Linked DNA regions of Sus scrofa: regions 2, 3 and 4 are each linked to region 1. Evidence: chromatin contacts called from public Hi-C data. All regions are on one chromosome and are shown on one strand. Each heading gives the region's core, a stretch centred on a gene start, on an enhancer-like site or on the middle of the called end of the contact. The rest is flanking DNA. Distances are from core to core; before and after follow the strand shown.

The links. Hi-C and Micro-C count contacts between places; a contact is called where the count stands out from the background.
Region 2: a contact with region 1 is called in a Hi-C map of liver, with 4 times the contacts expected there. The contact joins the promoter of HOXA5 here to the promoter of SKAP2 in region 1. A contact is called at or near these places in 3 of 5 promoter capture datasets (fetal liver, fetal skeletal muscle and skeletal muscle), 20 of 47 Hi-C or Micro-C datasets (alveolar macrophages, embryonic fibroblasts, epiblast stem cells and 10 more) and 2 of 2 datasets of contacts at active chromatin or transcription factors (alveolar macrophages and skeletal muscle).
Region 3: a Hi-C map of embryonic fibroblasts shows a contact between it and region 1, with 2.8 times the contacts expected there. The contact joins the promoter of HOXA1 here to the promoter of SKAP2 in region 1. A contact is called at or near these places in 21 of 47 Hi-C or Micro-C datasets (alveolar macrophages, embryonic fibroblasts, epiblast stem cells and 13 more) and 1 of 2 datasets of contacts at active chromatin or transcription factors (skeletal muscle).
Region 4: a contact with region 1 is called in a Hi-C map of fetal liver, with 1.6 times the contacts expected there. The contact joins the enhancer-like site here to the promoter of SKAP2 in region 1. A contact is called at or near these places in 15 of 47 Hi-C or Micro-C datasets (embryonic fibroblasts, fetal heart ventricle, fetal liver and 8 more) and 2 of 2 datasets of contacts at active chromatin or transcription factors (alveolar macrophages and skeletal muscle).

Annotation. Positions count from the first base shown.
Region 1 is chr18:45,635,629-45,638,233 of Sscrofa11.1, reverse strand. SKAP2 (src kinase-associated phosphoprotein 2) reads right to left here and starts at 1,305. Exons shown (of 15, transcript XR_002340310.1): 1 at 628-1,305.
Region 2 is chr18:45,428,395-45,430,999 of Sscrofa11.1, reverse strand. HOXA5 (homeobox A5) reads right to left here and starts at 1,309. Exons shown (of 2, transcript NM_001195232.1): 1 at 123-1,309. The coding sequence starts at 684. All of the region lies in intron 1 of HOXA3 (homeobox protein Hox-A3), which reads right to left. It overlaps HOXA6 (homeobox protein Hox-A6), which reads right to left. Exons shown (of 2, transcript XM_005673298.3): 2 at 1,053-2,605.
Region 3 is chr18:45,476,274-45,478,878 of Sscrofa11.1, reverse strand. It overlaps HOXA1 (homeobox protein Hox-A1), which reads right to left and starts at 1,318. Exons shown (of 2, transcript XM_003134844.5): 1 at 565-1,318; 2 at 1-83. The coding sequence starts at 1,219. It overlaps LOC106506838 (a long non-coding RNA gene), which reads left to right and starts at 1,463. Exons shown (of 2, transcript XR_001302424.2): 1 at 1,463-1,687.
Region 4 is chr18:45,775,862-45,778,466 of Sscrofa11.1, reverse strand. The region is part of intron 11 of SKAP2 (src kinase-associated phosphoprotein 2); the gene reads right to left. Among named protein-coding and RNA genes, the nearest start is that of C18H7orf71, 36 kb to the left of the region's middle. Within about 2 kb of position 1,311, at least 5 of the 83 cell types and tissues checked have an H3K27ac peak or open chromatin away from gene starts, as enhancers often do. A contact at or near this core is called in fetal liver and retroperitoneal adipose tissue, where this site is marked.

The DNA.
Region 1 (2,605 bases), core at 56-2,555:
CATTTAAAACTGAAAAGGGGAAGATGAGGGTGCAAAGATGAAGTACTGTACTTTCGTCGTGTGACACAGGAAGTTGGACTTTAACACATCCTTCCTTTTTTGTTTTAACATGTTACTCAGGCTGAAGACAAGTGGCTATTTGAAAGTCAGGCCCTCTTTGAAAAGCTCAAATATGAGTAGACTGAATGTTCAAGAAAGATGGGAGTTTTAGAAATGACAAACCCTGTGGTCCCATAACCCCTAACTCCTAACGCCTGTAGCTCAGAAATCTCTTTCTCCTCATCGGTCCAGCGACCAAAGAATTAGTTCTTTGATCTCTCACCTCCCTCCTCTCTCTCTCTCACACACACTCACACTCACACATACACACACACACACACAAAGAACTGCCCTGATCGCCTTAGTGTAGCCCACCAAGCAGGGCTTCGCCACCATCCTCGAACCAAATTTCAACACGCACGCCCACTCTCCTTCTCAGACCCCACTTGCCCCCTCCCAGTCCCGCTCCCAATGGCCAGAAGAGGTGAGCGCGGGCAGGGAAGAGGAGAGACGCTGAACGCTTCTGTCCCCATCGGCTCGCCGTCCCCCCGCCCCCGCCGCGTTACCCGCCCCCTTCCCGCTTTTTACCTGCCAACAGGTTCCTAATTTCCTCGGGGAGGGGGTAGGGAGAGGAGGTGCTGCTGGGGTTGGGCATGTCAGGGAGCGCGGAGCGTGCGGGGGAAGGACCTGTGCTGAAACGGGCTGGGGTTGTGGCTGCGACCTAGACTCGGGCTAGCGATCCCTGTAAGGACGGCGTGCCTACCAGTCCGGACACTGCCGGGCGAAGGCTCACAACAAGGAAGTCGCTGAAGTCCTGGCCACAGCGGCTGGACTCTTGGCCCAGCCCCGCCCGGCACTTCGGGGCGGGGCGATGGGCGGGGCGGTGGCCCGAAGGGACCCTGACTGCGCATGTGTGTCCCTCGGTGCGCCTCGCCTCCGAAAAGAGTCCGCGGTCAGGCCACACCCGCCCCTACGAGGGGACGAGGGAGGAGCAGCGGCTGGTGGGAAGCGAGCGGCCTGGGGCTGCGTCACCTGACCCGGGGGCTGAAGCGCCGCGCCGCCATTTTGGTCCCTGGCACCGCCACGACTGCGGGCCGTTTCTCCACGATCCCGGAAAATAAGGTGCCGAAAGGGCCTCCGGGTTTCCCGGTTAAGAGACTTACTGGCCTTTCATCAGCTCCGCCGAGGTTTAAAACCTCGCATAGTGCCCCACCTGAAGTTTTCGACCTCCCTAAACCCCTGTGGTCGTCTTTGTCTGACTGAATGACGGTAAGAGAGTCCCTTCTTCCGCCAGTCCTCCCGGAGGAAGCCGGCCGGGAGCGGCGCCGGAGAGCGCTCCGATTGGCTCTTACACTCTTTCCTACCTGGTTCAGACGCTTGGGAGGACCGATTGCCCTCGCTACGAGCAGGAGAGAGCTCTCAGGACAAAAAGCTGAACAGAGATAGGTACCACTGTCCACCTATAAGCATCAAAAAGAATATTGGAACAGAATTATAGTATCTGTTCCCTCCAAGCTGATCGTTTAATCAACAAATACTTATTGTCTCCTCTCTAAATCTTCTTACCGGATTTTTCTAAAAACCCCAGAAAGTCTGTGTGTGTGTGTGTGTGTGTGTGTGTGTGTGTGTGTGTGTGTGTGTAGGGAATTTTTTTTCTTTAGGTAAAAACTGCCATGGCAATGGTCCTTCCTAGATGCTACTATTGTGCTTTGAAGATTGTATTGTAGCGCCAGTCGCAACGTAAATTGTTTATTCTTCTATCCTTCAACCCTCACTAAATTTTAGTTTTCATTAAATTCAGAGGGAAACTATTACAGTGCAGATCCCAAAGTCCCACTTCTAGAAATTCTGCTTTCTAGCTGTTTAGCGTGAGACTTGATTGCATTTTAAACAAGCCCTGAATGTGATTCTGATGCTAGACATCCTGGAATTTGATGTTGAGAATCACTTTACTACTTTCCAGCTCCTACAGAACACAAAATTTGTTATAACTTGCCTTTCATCCCCACCTGGAACCCAAAACCTGACACAGAGTAATGGCTCTATTAATATTTCATACCGAAAATGTCAGACAGTAAAATAGTAAAAAAATTAAGTAGTCACATGCAAGTCATTTTAGTATAATTCTCTAAGAACCACACCAAACACTAATTGCAAAAGGAAGAATGAGAACATTTTGGAGTTCTCTCAAAATAAAATAAAAGACAATTTTACCACCACTGATGTAAAAAAATGCAAAGTAACAACAAAAAATACACCCCCAAACATACCTATTGCCTAAAATGGAATCTGAACTTCCTACTCAGTTTTAGAAATATTAGAAGAAGTGCTGAAAATCTGAATTCTTTTTGCTGGAGGTAAAAGTGAATAAGAGTCATCTTACAACATAGATCCTCCAACTTCAAAGAATTGATAATTATTCTTAAATGACAAAATCGTCTTCCTTCCTAGAGAAGGGAGAAACTGCTTTATGGACATACTATATTAGTAAGGATTCTTCCTCTCTTTACAGCTATCACATACAATTCCTTGTCATATTTTTTATTAAACCAGGCCTCCAAATGTT
Region 2 (2,605 bases), core at 60-2,559, 210 kb after region 1:
ATAGGGCTGGGAGAGGCGAGACCAGGAGAGGGACGGGGAGAGAGAGGGCGGTAAAGGAGAGAGGGGGGGACCGAGAGCCGCGCCCCCGCGGCCGCGTGGATTTAGAAAAAGGCTGGCTTTACCATGACTTATGTGCAGCTTGCGCATCCAGGGGTAGATCTGGGGTTGGGCGGGCGGCGCCGGGCTCGGCTCGCTCTGCGCGCTCGCCTGCTCGCTGCTGGCGGGGGCGTCCTCCTCGGCTCCGGACGCCGTGCCAACCCCCTCTCTGCTGCTGATGTGGGTGCTGCCGGCGTTGGCCGAGGCGCCGCTGGAGTTGCCCAGGGAGTTTTTCCCGCCGTGGTGGCTGTCGCTGCCGGGCGAGGGGGCCACGGCGGAGCAGGGCAGCGGGTCGGGCGGAGGCGAGTGCGTGGACGTGGCCGGCTGGCTGTACCTGGGCTCGGTGGGCGCCGCGCTGGCGCCCGCCGCGTAGCTGCGGGCGCGCTCCCCGGAGCCAAAGTGGCCGGAGCCCGAGCGGCCGACGCTGAGATCCATGCCATTGTAGCCGTAGCCGTACCTGCCGGAGTGCATGCTCGCCGAGTCCCTGAATTGCTCGCTCACGGAACTATGATCTCCATAATTATGCAACTGGTAGTCCGGGCCATTTGGATAGCGACCGCAAAATGAGTTTACAAAATAAGAGCTCATTTGTTTTTTGATATGTGTGCTTGATTTGTGGCTCGCGGTCGTTTGTGCGTCTATAGCACCCTTGCACAATTTATGATGAATTATGGAAATGACTGGGACATGTACTTGGTTCCCTCCTACGTAGGCACCCAAATATGGGGTACGACTTCGAATCACGTGCTTTTGTTGTCCAGTCGTAAATCCTGCCTGATGACCTCTAGAGGTAAACTCGTGCACTAATGGGGGAGTTGGGTGGAGGCGAGAGGGGTGGCGCGCGCGCCCCAGGCGCGTGCCCGCCGCCCGCCGCCGCCGTTCAGTCGGACTCGAGCGCCACCCGCTGGAGGCAGGGCGCATCGCCCCGCTTCCGACCCGGGGCTGCAAGGGCCGGGGTCGAATTGAGGTTACAGCCCATTATGGCAAAATTATTGCATTTCCCTCGCAGTTCCATTAGGATGTACCAATTGTGAGGCCGTCAGCTGCCGATCGCGTGCCCGGCGAGGCTGCAGAGGATTGGGAGGAGATGGTGACTTGGATTTTATTTACAACAACTTTATTTCCCCGCTGTGCAGCCCCTCTTATTTTTGTGTCGAGGTTGGGGTCAGTTCTGCCCGTCGTGCCGGCAGCTCTGAAATTTGAAAATACAGATATCACCTTCGGGGAAGGGGGGAGGCCATTGAGCCAATTGGAGAAATAAATCCTGCCAGCAGCAGCTACAATTACGGCTCTGTTTTTGCGAGCGCATAAGGGACAGTGTCCCTGCCGCTCTTAAATGACAGGCGTCTATTAAAGATAGCTTTTGTGTAGTGTTTCTCCGAGGCGAGGTCAAATTCCATACACTTTTATAACCGGGGTCGATTTTTCTTTCGTGTAAATACGGTTTTCGTGTCATTAGTTTGCTATTTTATTTGCTTTAAGTATCCAGCCTGGAGAATCTTCACCACCCGGTCCCTTTCCTCGAGCCAACCCGGCCCCAAGTCGGAGGATTCTCGGTGAACCCAGCGAGTGGGCCCAGGCTCCCCGCAGCCTCGGAAGCTGCTTAGGGGCGAGAGATCCATGGGTCGAGCTATTAGGGTCTTGCTTAGACCTCCAAGAGTAAAACGAGGGCGCTAACGAAAGCATGTTGCGGCAGTGTCTAGTATCTCCGTAGTTAGCCTCCTGGGTTCTGTAAGATGAAAGTAAGTCATAAATACAGCCTAAAGGCACGGGGGGTGGGCTCGGTCTCCCCGCCGAAGGCCAGGCAACGCAGGCGCCCCTGGCACGTTTGGAAACCAGGACTCTGGCCGCTCCCTTAGCCCAGGGCCCCCTCCTTAGGTCCTGAAAGCTGTTGTGGTGGCAGCGCCCGCACTGTCAGAGGCAGGGAGCCGGGATCCGGAGCTCGGAGCCTTCGGGAGCCCAGTCGTTCCCAGGGCTGTAAAGTTCCACCCGCGCCCAGGTTGGCTCGGCTGCGCTGAGGCTGCTTCTCTTCCACGGACGGTTGCGCGCGGGGCCGAGAGACTAGCTCTCTCCCGCCCTCTTTGTTCCTCGCGCTCCTTCCTGCCTGGGGGCGGCCTAGGAGGCCACGGCAGTGCTGGGGCCCCAGCCCTGAGGCCCCCTCTTTCCAGTGGTCCGAGGTGATGTGGCGATGCCCTCCGGGACTTGGTGGCGAGGAACCGAGGCGGAAGCGCCCAGCCTCTAAAAGGGGCTCGGCCCGAGGGTTCTTTCCTCTCCCGCGCCCCGGCGCCCCGAGCTCAGAGGCGTGCAGAGGCGCTGACACGAGAGCGGGGGACGGATTCGGGGCGCGCCCTGAGATCTGGAGCCGGCTTGGGCAGCCTTGGCGAGCGGGGCTGCGTGTGCAGTGCGCCCCGCTCCACCGCTGGGATTGGCTGTGTGTGGTTTGGTTTTGTTTTGTTTCCTTGTACGAAATAAATGCTCAGACCTTTGCAAAGCGCCGGGTTCCCCTGAA
Region 3 (2,605 bases), core at 69-2,568, 160 kb after region 1:
CTCCAGCTCCGTGAGCTGCTTGGTGGTGAAGTTGGTCCGCACCGCGTTGGGCTGACCCACGTAGCCGTACTCGCCAACTTTCCCTGAGGGCAAGGGGAAGCGATGGGGAAAAAAGGGGAAAAAATTTATATTCGATATGAGAGTCCCTGTAGGCTTCAGAGCAAGATTCAGGCAAAGGGGGAATCAAGAATTTCTCAACACAAGCCGGGCTTGGGAGGGTGAGTGATGAGGTGTAAAGCGTTCATCTGAAGTCACCCATTAGCATGGTCAGACCAGTGATTAATGGAGCCTGGAGATATTAACACACACATACACACCTACCCACTTTCCCACGTCCTACTTCCAAAACCTCTAAAACTCAGCCCCCTTGGAAACACAACAATCCCAGATGTTCCTTTGTGCCAACCACACCTGGGCAGCCTCCCAACACCCTACAACACCGGTGGGAAGCAAGAATTTTAAAGAAAAAAACAAAACAAAACCTTGATTAATTTTCCTTGGAAACTAAGCATACCGGCTCCTTCCTGAATAATCAAGGATCATTCATGGAAGGGCAAGACTGACCTGTTTTGGGAGGGTTCCTTTTGACTTTCATCCAGTCAAATGTCTGCGCTGGAGAAGACGTCTCTGATGCAGGGGAGCGGCAGGCTTCTTGGTGGCTGGCGTGGAGAGGGGACAAGGAGTTATTATACGTGGCCAGGGCCAGGCTCTGATGCTCTTGTCCATATGAGTGGTGAATATATTGAGGCGAGCCCACCGCGCCCCCGGCATAACCCTGGTGGTGGTGGTGATGCTGGACCATGGGAGATGAGAGATTTCCAGAGTAAACAGCGGGAGCGCACGTGGGGTACCCACCACTTACTTCTGCTTCCTGATTTAACGCGTAGGAGCTGTAAGGCGCGCCAAAGTTCTGCGCGCCGTAGCTTGGACCACAACTCGAGTGGGAGTAGGACACCCCCAGGTTCCCAGGAGTCTGGTAGGTGGCCGGCTGGGGGTGGTGATGGTGGTGGTGGTGGTGGTGGTGGTGGGGCGGGCTGATCTGCACCCCCCTGCCCACTAGGAAGCGGTCGTCGCCGCCACAGCTATTGGCACTGACCGCGCACGACTGGAAAGTTGTAATTCCATGGTCGGAGGGGTAGGCTCGCGCTGAGCAGGTCCCCGAGTCGCCACCGCTGAGGATGGGGTATTCCAGGAAGGAGCTCATTCTTGCATTGTCCATCTGTCACTGAGTGACCGGGTCCTGCGAAGCCCTGAGTGACCGTGCCAACTTTCTCACTTCCTCCATGGGGCCGGAGAAGAAAAATGATATGAATGTACAGTGCGCAAGAGGGGGGGCGGGAGGGCGGAGGGCGCTAGGGGAGGGGCACGTGACTCTCTCAGCCAATGGCGGAGCCTCCTGCGAAAGTTTGCTGGCTCCTGCGGTGATGGATCACCCTTTCAGTGGCATTTAAATCCCCGGCGCTCCTCAGTCTAGGTGACGCGCAGTCGCCCCCCCAGGCAGCCCGGGCGGCAGCAGCAGCTGCGGCGGCTGCAGGGGCAGATTCCCAGCGTTGGGGCGAAGGGGAGCAGGGGCTGCCTTCTGCGAGTGGCCGACTCCGATCGCCCCCCTCCGGGAGGTGGGGGCTGAGAGCCATCCTCGGTCACCGCCCCCCTCCCCACCGTGCACAGAAAGAGGAACTGGCAAGAGGTGAGACGCCAAGAGGGCTCCGCGCTCTCTTGGGTCGGGAGTCAGTGGGAGGGAGCTCGCTGGGCCGCCACTTGCACACTGGCTGAGCCCGGAACGCGAGGAACTGGAAGGGTCGCTCCCCGGGCGCTTTCACTGCCGTCCCTTCTGTGATGCCTTGGGGGCAGTGAGGAGAGCCGAGAACGGTGGCGGGGGACGAGGCTGGGCCACCACCAGGTCTCCGGAAGGAGAGGGAAGTGCGCAGAGGGCTGGCTGGGGGAACCCGAGTGGGCGTGGAGGGGACAAGCGCAAGAAAGGAAACTTCCCTCTCCCTGTAGGGTCTTGAAGCCCCCGTTCCTCCCCCACCCCCACGAGCTGTTAGCGTGGCAACGGGGAGCTGCTGTAATTCGATGCTCGGGAACGGGTGAACCTTGGGAGCTAAGCTTGCCGGAAAAGGCCGGGGGTGGCCCGGCTCTTCGCCCTCCCTCTCTCCTCGCTCTCCGCCCCTTTCTCCTCCCCACTCAGCTCTGTTCTGGGAGCCCTGCGGGATCCGGAGCAACTCTGCTGCCGGATTTTGAGGGGTAGGAGGCGGGGGAGAGAGATGACGCTAGCCGACGTGGCCAGCGTGGGGGCCGGGCCGTGCGCTGCAGGCCATCTGCCGGCTCCCTAGGACCCAGGAGCCTGTGTACACCGACCTGGGCCTCAAAGGGCGAGACCACAGTGAAGTACGATGAACTCCCCCTCCACCTCCCCTCCCACCCCGCCACCCCCAGAAACGTTTCTCGTTTCCTGGAGGCGAATGTTAGGCGTGCTAGAGCTTCCTTCATCCACCCCCCCCCCATTCTACTGCACAGCTGAAGTGGGGGTGGGGGCTGGCAGGTGGGAGGGGCAGTGGACAGATGGCTGATGGTGGACAGGACATTTTCTTCTTCCCCAACAACA
Region 4 (2,605 bases), core at 62-2,561, 140 kb before region 1:
CAAATCAAGTATTTCTACAGTGAATTTTAATAAACAGAGCCTAATCATCAAACTAGCTAAGTATGTTTGTCCTTACAGTTATAAAGTTAAAATACTCTTTATTATAATGCATGCCATTTTGTTTCCTGATTTATCTAAATATTTGTACTGAAAGAACACATCTTTTCTTAACCTATCTTGTGTTGTCTTTTTCAAAAAGATTATTTTCAGAACTAACAACTTCCCAGAAGGTGAGTCAAATCAATGGATAATTAAATACCACAAACTCTAGATCAGTCCATTTGAAAAAGGCAAGTTGTATTTCTTCGAAATCTTTTAAATGGTGTTTTTCATTAGAAAGGACATGGCACTAATTTTTTTTTTTTTTTTACTAAATACACATTTTTAACATCTCTCTAAATACTGTTAGACTCCTTAAAATGCATTCTTCCTTAAGTATACAATTTTTACATTTAATTCAGAATGATGAAAAGAATTTCCATGATTAATGCTTATACTTTATTGACATGAGATAGGAAAGTAATAACCCATAGCTAGATTTAAAGTTGGATTTATGACATCATTTTGATTGTGCGCATTAGCTGCAATTACCTGCACCACTCATTCTGAGCCACTAGATGGTGTAAAAAATAAATTCAAATGGCAAAATTGCATTCCTTCATCACAAAATCTAACTCTACAAACGATTAAACAAATTTCTAGGCACCTAACAATGCTAGTGATTTCTATACTTACTGAACTTTAAAAAAAAACCTACTGATATATAGCATCAGCCCTACTTTGATCTAAAAACAGGCCCTTTAAAGCAATCGTTGGCTCTCTTGTTCTCAGAGCCTTGAGTTCTGAATTTATAATAACACCCAGCATTCAAACTGCCATGGTCATGCACATATTAAATAAATTTATGATATCATTTTGTGGCCATTTTTTGCCAAAGTTTTGATTAAATACTGGAAGACCAAGCAAATATAAAATTAGAGTCTCCAGAGGTTCCTATCCGAACTTGCCCAAAGCCGCGTAGGGAAGAGTCTTTCCAAACACATCCTGACTCCCAAAGCAACCTGACAAACAACAGCCAAGATGCCCATCCATGGCCCACAATTTGTCCAAATTCCACAGAGGAAAACCAAGTCTCCTCTCTTTCACCCTCACCAAGACCAACCTGCCCAATTGTATAAGGACCGCAGCTGGGTAGATGTGGGTATTTGATCATCCAGCCAACGCGGTGCTATGCTGGCGTTGCACAGCACCAAGTCCTCTTTCAAAAACCACAATGAGCTCCAGATAAAATGGCCCTCGCTAGAAGGCCTCTCATGAAATGCCAACGGCGGAACTTTAAGCCTTGTGAAAGGCTGATAAAGGCAGTATTTTTGGTCAGCCCACACCCAAATAATAGCCGTTAGAAATTTTAGATGAGAGTATATTCTTCCTACGAGTGGATCACACACTGGCCTTCGCCCTACGACAGGCTGAACATATAAAATTATAATCTCCACAAAACAGGTTTGGGGGAACAGGAATAGCTGTCCCCGGAATCCTAGAAACCTGATACACACCGACGATTGTACTTTCAATTTCACATCCACTGAAAATGATTTTCTGAGGCGATGGTAGAAATAACACAAGCCAAGTGAAAGGGGCTTGCCTGCCAGCCTGTCCCAGAGCCTGGTTCTCTGAGGCTTTCGGCAACAAAGGCAGCTTGAGTCATCAAGCAGACTTCGAGGGCAGACCCACATGGGCTTTGGAAGGTTCCTTTTTTACCAGAGGAACAGAATAGCTACCTGCCTTTTATCCCCGTAGTCTGAAATTCCAAGTGGAAACCAATCACTTATGAATGAATAGAATTAATTTTATATGCAATTTTACACACAATTTAATTTTATACTGCCAAATTGGTAAAAGAAACTGTGAGCTAAGTAAATTTCAGCAATGATTCCAAGAAAGTTTCTTGTCCAGAACTGAAACTAATCAGTTTGCTTTCTATATTAGGGAACCAACTCAAAAAGCTGACTACTGAATGCTCTGTAATAGGCTTAATCCAAGAGTTGTTAATATGGCTATTTATAGCTTCCAAGAACTGAAAGCATCTTTCTTAAAACAAAACAAAACAGAAAAAAACCCCATACGAGTGAGCAAAGGACTGAGAGAAATGAGACAGGTCTTAGCTTTGGGCATCTCAACTAGCAGTTATCGCACTTGGCTGTATTTACTATTTTCCCTTTGATAATCTACAAGTCCTTATATCTCATTTTCTTTGGATTCCTGGTGCCTACAAGGGGCCCCCGAACATTATAGGTACTTTATAATAGTTTAAATTAAACACAAGGAAGGAAGGAAGGAAAGAAGGGAGGGGGAAAAAAGGAAGGAAGATAGATACAAGCTAAAAAAAAAAAAAAAAAAAAAGAGTGGAAAGCCCTGGTCTGGGAGTCAAGATGCCTCGTTAAGTACTGGCTCTGGTGCTTTTTTGACCCAAGTTCCCTCATCTGTAAAACCAAGGATAGATACATGACCCCTAAGATCTCTCACTGGAATGTTCGAAGATTCTCTGTGTATGTTTTACGCACCAGTCAACTAGTGTTTAAATCAATAAGTGACCTTATTTCCA